2 separate regions of the Anas platyrhynchos genome follow, and region 1 is linked to region 2. The links are chromatin contacts, called in public Hi-C maps. All regions are on one chromosome and are shown on one strand. Each heading gives the region's core, a stretch centred on a gene start, on an enhancer-like site or on the middle of the called end of the contact. The rest is flanking DNA. Distances are from core to core; before and after follow the strand shown.

Evidence for each region. A called contact is a pair of places that touch in the nucleus more often than the background predicts.
Region 1: a contact with region 2 is called in a Hi-C map of liver, with 4 times the contacts expected there. The contact joins the promoter of PDE3B here to the enhancer-like site in region 2. A contact is called at or near these places in 4 of 8 Hi-C or Micro-C datasets (F1 follicle, liver, skeletal muscle and 1 more).

Annotation. Positions count from the first base shown.
Region 1 is chr5:61,973,671-61,977,312 of IASCAAS_PekinDuck_T2T, forward strand. It overlaps PDE3B (phosphodiesterase 3B), which reads right to left and starts at 2,212. Exons shown (of 16, transcript XM_013100967.5): 1 at 1,002-2,212. The coding sequence starts at 2,009. LOC106017559 (a long non-coding RNA gene) reads left to right here and starts at 2,256. Exons shown (of 4, transcript XR_011809864.1): 1 at 2,256-3,642.
Region 2 is chr5:61,919,659-61,923,018 of IASCAAS_PekinDuck_T2T, forward strand. The region is part of intron 1 of PDE3B (phosphodiesterase 3B); the gene reads right to left. Among named protein-coding and RNA genes, the nearest start is that of CYP2R1, 50 kb to the left of the region's middle. Within about 2 kb of position 1,388, at least 1 of the 8 cell types and tissues checked has an H3K27ac peak or open chromatin away from gene starts, as enhancers often do.

The sequences.
Region 1 (3,642 bases), core at 962-3,461, 55 kb after region 2:
GCATTTAGCAAGTTTCCTGAATTTCAGCCACAACAAGGAGAGGTGGGGGGCTGTGAGGCAACCACCCCTTGCAGGAGCTGCTGGCTCACACGTTCCCCCCTGAGCTGTGCCCTCATCCCAAGTCCATCCGGGGCTGGTTCTCCCTCCAACACACTGCTCGGAGCCCTGCATTTCACGTGCAATGTGCCGAACATAAACAACCCCGGCCCCACACGGGGCTTCGCGCTGCGAAAAAACAAGACCCATTGACAAGTTTGCCAGGAGGGAGAAACCAACAGAGTTCCATTCAAGAAAGCTGAACGTTGCAGGCATCTTTCCAGGCTCTACTGAACAGCTCTCTCTTCAGTTAAAAAAAAAAAAAAAAAAAAAAAAAAGTAGAAAGTAGTTGCTTAAATCCAATCAACCCCAACCCAATGTTAAGTTACTTGGAGCGAGGAAGAGATGGCTAAGAGGCAGAGAGAGAAATCTGCAAGGCAGAAGGGCGCATGCCACTCAAACACCGCCAAACATCGGTACAAAATAACCCTCAAAACCTGATTTTGTGTTTTTCTTTAGCACCTTTTTGTCGACAGAAAGCAGGGAAGAAAGTGAAGTGCCGAGCAGCTAGCAAGCTGTGGCTTCTTTCTCTGGTGAAGTCTGCCAGAAGTGGAGGAGCTGGGCTTTGGAAAAGAGACAAGGTAGCTGATAGCTGAAGGTGTTTGTTTGTTTAAGGGAGAGGGGCTACGCTTTAATATTTAAGATCGCACGGAAAGCAAGCGAGTCCTGTATGCTACTGCAAATGCATGGGTAGGATTTAGCTTCCATACAGACCAAAAGGCAGGGTCACAGCGGCCGTGCAGAAAACCAAGTTGAGGACTGAAGCCCCGCTGAGGAACCACTATTTTCCTCCATTTCTTCAGCGGGCTCCTGACAGCGGGCACCCACCGAGAGGCCGGGCAGGGCAGGGCGAGCGGCGCTCACTCCTCGGAAAGTTTCTCCCTGCGGTCTGGGAGGAAACCTACCTGCTCCCGGGAAATGCAGGGCAGCGAGGGCCTCCGAAACATCTTGCTGCCGCCGTAGTAGCTGCCCGGGCTCTCCCCGAGGGACACGCAGCTCGATCTCCTCCTGGGTCTGATCACGGGCACTTTCTCCTCCGCGCTGGGGAGCCGCGGGTGCTGGCGATGCTGCTGCTGCTGCTGCTGCTGTGCCCGGCTCCGGGCCGCCGGGACACCGCAGCAAAGGGCTAGCAGGCAGCCCACCGCCCCCACAGCGCCGGCCAGCAGCGGGCGGAGGGCCGGGGGCAGCGAGGGGAGGCTGCCGAGGGACGCCAGCCACACCAGGCTGGAGAAGAGCAAGACGAGGAGGCGGCGGCGGAGCTGCAGGGAGCTCTGCAGCAGGGTCAGCGCCGCCACCGAGCTCAGCACCGTCAGCAGCCGGCCCGCCAGCATCTGCGGCTCGCCGGGGGCCCGGGGCTCCTCCTGGCGCCCCGCGGGGGGCGGCAGCCACTGCAGCGCCACCAAGTCCCCCGAGTAGCAGCAGACGGGAAGCGCCAGCAGCCACCAGCGGGGCGCCCCGCCGCGGGCCAGGTGGCAGGTGAGGAAGAAGAAGGCGCAGGCGATGCTGAAGAGCGGGCTGAGGCAGCGGGAGAGGCTCAGCAAGGCGTGCAGAGCCCGGGGGCTCCTCCAGCCGCCCCCGTCCTGCTGCCCCCCGCCGCTGCCCCGGCCCGGCAGAGCCAGCAGCGAGAGGACCAGGGCGGCCAGGGCGGCCAGGCTGAGCAGCGCCCGGCGGCAGCAGCAGGAGGAGGAGGAGGAGGAGGAGGAGGAGGAGGGGAGCAGCAGCAGCGAGAGGAAGCTCCTCGGGGGGTCCTGCCGCAGGGGGGTCGCGCAGCTCCTCACGTAGCCGTTCCGCAGGCTCTCCGCGCCGCCGTCCGGCTGCTGGCAGCGCTGCGGGGCTCGGACGGCGCCGGGACCGGCACCGGGACCGGCACCGGGACCGGGAGCAGCGGCGGGGGCTTCCCTCTCGTCCCTCATGGTGGTCGGGGCAGGGCGCGGGTCGCGCTATCGGCGGCCCGGCCGCGCCGCCCTCAGCCGCGGCGTCTCCTCCGCGGGCAGCGGCGGCCGGAGCATGGTGGGGGAGCGGCGGGGAAGGAGAGAAAAGGTAACGAGCCCCGCTCGCTCTGCTCTGCTCTGCCCCGAAACGGAGCCAGCGGGAGGGGCTCGCGGCCGCCTCCCAGCGCTCACCGACGGCAGCGGCCGCTGGAGGGGGCGGGGGGCGGGAGGCGGGGGTGGGCGAGGCCCTGGGAGCGGAGGAGAGCGAGATCGGCTGCGGGAAGCTCGGAGGGAGCCCGAGGCAGGTCCGACGCAGCCTGAGAGGAGTTTGGGGGCTCCCCGAGGCACCCCCCGAAGGCGGCGTGCAGGGAGCAGCAGGGGCTGGCGCTGCCCGGGGCCGCCCGGCTGGGTCAGGGCTCGGGAAGGGAGCAGCAGGAGCGGGGCTCGCTGCGCTTCTCGCAGCCCTCGTTGGCAGCCCGCGGGGGAAGAGGAAGCTGCAGGGCCCGGGCCTGAGGGCTGACGATGAGCAGAAGCCGTCCAGCGGGATCGCTTGACAGCGCCTGCAATGCGCGGTGACGAACAGAGTCGCTTCTGTACGTAAGAAGTTGGGAATAAGCAGCGGTTTGTGCTTCAAAAAGGCAAAGCAAATCGGCGGAACTTCAGTGCCGTCACAGGCCTCCCTCTGGCAGAAACACCTCCTCCGCGCTTTCCCCCCCCAAAAAAAGAAAAAGGAATTCTGGCCTGTCTTGCTACGCTCACAGCCGCTATAATGGCACAGAGTCCTCGGTTAAAAGTTTGCAAAAGAGAGCATGTGAATTTCCTTCTGGGCTAATAATCCCGCACTGACTTTAACTCGCATGTTATTGACATCAGTTAGCCTGCGATCAAGCGTACACGTGAATGTTTTCAGGGCTGAGATAATCATAGAATCATAGAATATCCTGAGTTGGAAGGGACCCTAAAGGATCATCAAGTCCAATAAATCTTGCTATTTTGCACAGCTCCTTCACTTCTTAGATTCAGCTATAAATAAATGCATCCCTGAAACACTTGGTATTTCACAGATACTGTAATCTTCATATAAACATCGTCCATGAATATAAGCAACTCTAACAGTGGGCACTGGAAAGCATACAAAGGAAGAGTACAAAGATAGGAAGGACATCATCTGATCCCTTAATACCCCATATGCAACCCACTGTGGCATTAGCGCTTTCTGAATCAGAAGTGGTGTCTTATATTTAACACGGTCCTCAGTGCATTTTTATTCCATGAATTTGCACAACCAGTTATGTATTCGTTTACTTTTAAGTCCACGTTGGCTTTTGGCATCTGCCGTGTACTGCAGGAAGGAGGTCCTCACTCCGTACAACTTGACTGCCTTGTGTGAAATGTTTTTCGTGTTTGCTATCTGTCTTAGTCGATAAAAGTTCCTATCAAGTCATCTTTTTTCTTCAGTTCGTGATTTTATATCTTTCCCCAGGCTTGTGAGTCTTGTGTTTTCCAAGCAGAGGAGTTTTAGTCTATCTGGTATTTTCCCATGGTACAGTTCCTCTCTTTATTCTGTACTTTGTGAACACTACTATTGGCTTTTGCTGATGAGGAAACAAGGAGT
Region 2 (3,360 bases), core at 138-2,637:
AGGAATCAGCTCCGTAAATAAGCATTTCCATAGCGACCAGCAGAGAATTGCCTAAACAATGAAACCAACACCATAGCAACTTGATTCAGAAACCAACTCTGTAGAGCATCACCTCATTCAAAAGCTGAATTCTACAACCAGCTGAGAAACTAATTTATTGAAAAGTACAAGAAAGGTTGCATTACACATCCATTTCTTTTCATGACTGCCTGTCAACCAAGACTGATGCTAGGTTCATTGCTTTTATTTTTAAATGTTCTTTTGTGACAGTTCAGAATCAATTGGCTATATAAATCCCTGTAGTTTCATGATACAAAAGCAAACACAGCACCACATAACCTAGAAGCCCTATCTTATTAACTAGTTTGTGTTTTTTTCTCTGTGTAAAAATGGCAGGTTTTGAAAAACTCTATTCCAGTAAGTGAAGTTATATTCTGTACAGGACTAATGGTGATACAACCAAAGAATGACTTTGTCAAAGCAGCAGCATTACTTAAATAAGACAACATCCTGCTGCAGCCAGAACAGCCATTTGAAGAGATTATCATAAACAAGACAAGATATGGCACTTCGAAAAGCATTCAGTGTGATACTTAAGGCATTTAGAGTCGTGACGATATTTCACTACAATGGTCACGTCCTGGCCTTTTCCACTGACTTGACTGAACTAATTCATTAAAGGCATTATCCTCGCTTTTGTGAGAAATCTAAAATACTCCTTCAATGGAAAGAGAGTTGCTCCTACTTAATTATTTTATTAAATATTTATTTGATACATTATATGGGATGTACAAAATACTTGCCTGGACAGATAAGAACCAGACAGGAGCACACAGGTGCCTGGCTACACCAAAGTAGTCACTAGACTCCAACATACCCACAAGATACAAAAACAGAGCAAAAACACTCCACTGATAGGTTAGGTTAACTTTCAAATAAGCCTTCAGCAGGCTTACGGAGAAAGTTCACATTAATGCTTACAGGTGGGTGAAATAATACTTTTTTATTGCTTGGTTGGGGTTTGTTTTGTTTTTTTAAACAAGACATGATACTTCTGCTTTTGTAACCAGGAGTATCTGCAGGTCAGTTTCCACTTTGTTGCAGAAAGTTTACAGATTTCTTCCTTTCTTTTTTTTTTGTTTGTTTGTTTGCCTTATTTGCTCAGAACATCCTTTCAATATTTTATGAGATCTTCAAGTGTTTCAAAAAGGTTTTAAAGGTGTTTTGCTTATTAAGGGAAAGTGTTTTTCTTTTTCTGTGTGTTTTTTCTTTCCTCTCCCCCCTCCTTTATGTAGCTAATGAAAAAAACTGGCTAAAACCACACTTAGGTCATTTCCTGTTCCTTCTAGGTTTTGTCAGACTTGCATGTCAGAGTAAAGGCCAACCAGTAATTTATGGCAACTGGGGGAGGGAGGGTAGAGGAAAAAAAAGCCTGCTATGTGCAGATCCTTTAATTGCCCATTACAAGCATTTTCCTTTGGAGCATGTGGTTCTAATCGCCATCAAAGGGAAGAAAGAGCGCTAGGTGGATTACTGCTCCCATCGCTGATCCAGCAGTTGCTCCGGTGTTCTGGCATTCTGTGCTTCTCTTGCTGTCATCCGAAACCTAAAACCATTTTTAAAGTTGTGTTGCTTTTATGAAAAATATAATCTAGAAGCTGTTCCCAAAGCATCCGCTTCACATCTACCTATTGACATGGCTTTAAAATAATGCACAGTAAAAACACACCTTTACTGGTGTGCTGACACACTGTTAGTGCAATGGAGACAGTAACCTCAAGTTTCTTCCTTCTGCAATAGATGGATGGGCACGAATCTTATGCTGATGGATTCTTAATGCAGTAACTAAAACACTTTATTTAGACATGAACTGATTTCCTCTATTAACTTATTTTTTTCAAATCAAGTGTTTTTTCCCACCTATTACACTAGAGGTTTAAGAATGTATCTTAGATCTGTTCCATAGGACACTGAGAGAAACTACTTCATAGGGCTGTTACATGATGGTGGGTCGAGTTTTTTGCAAGTGCTGAGCTGAAGAACAGGAGATAGAGAATTTTTCACACATGTGCTTTATCAAAACTTTCTCTTTAAAATCTCACGAAAACACAGTCCTCGGCTCGCTCCAACTCCTGCTTTGCAACAAGCAGCATAAACTAAAGCTGTACAGCTCTTGCAGCCAGAAGTTACCATGGAACATGAGAATGGTTCACACCAAGTAAATTAGACCATATCTGTTCATCTAGTTGCTATCTTGCCACCGACAATCACAGCCACCTCAAGATAAGAATATTCCAGAGCTAGCTGCAGTTTCTCAGAATACTCTTGACTGATTTTTTTTTTTTTGGTCTTTGCATCTGTCTGATCACTCTTTCAGAATCCACGTAGACTTCTGACAGTTAGGATATCATGCACAAAAGCGTTTCACAACTTAATTGCAGATTATGCAAAGTCCCTTTTCCTTTTGAATCTGTCAACCTGCTCCATTCAATGGCCTCAAATTCCTACAGCAAGGAATCACCACTGCATTCTGGCAGCATACCCACTGAATGATTGTTACAAAACCTCGCAGTTCTTCTCCAGCTACCTGCAGGCACAAGAAACAGTATTTTTTTGGAATATGAGACAGTATTTTCAAATCCTCCAGGCTACACTTCAGAGACACGGTGCCTTCAATGTAGAAAAACAACAACAAACACTAATTTACTAAACACTGCCGCCTTTTTTTTTTTTTTTTTTTTTGAATATGATTGCATTAATTGTTGTTATATATTCTAAACAGAATTGCCACAAGGTACACAAATCAACACAAATCACTGTTTTTTCCTTTCAGTAATTTACCCGGTCGAGGAAGATGATGACTCTAAAAGTAACAGTACAGACACTGAAGTTAGGGAAGTGAGCTGGGAGAACATGGTCAAGAAGCCAAAAAAGATACTATTTCATAAAGGAAAATAAATATTGGTGTAGTGCTATGGTTGGAAGTTATACATGGGGATTGAACTAATGACATTCTCAGTTACTCAAGCTAAAGAATTAAAAATAACAACTTAAAAACAGATGAAAGACCGTAATTGTCAGTCTGACTACAAGAGTAATTGTGTTAGAGAAAGTTAAATCGGCATTAAAAAATATCTTACTGACAAGTTTCTGGATGCAGTGCCAGGAAATATAAGACGAGCTCTCCTGGGGGAAAAATATTGAAACTCTGAAGAACATAATACAGATTGCTGTCAGAAACTGAGAAGAATGAGGGAATGCAAATTGCAGAAAATGGCATTTTTTTTCTCTGGTGTATTCATGTTAAGTGGTATTTTAGCTGGCATCTTCCTAAGCAACTGAAGGGAGGAGGGAAGGATT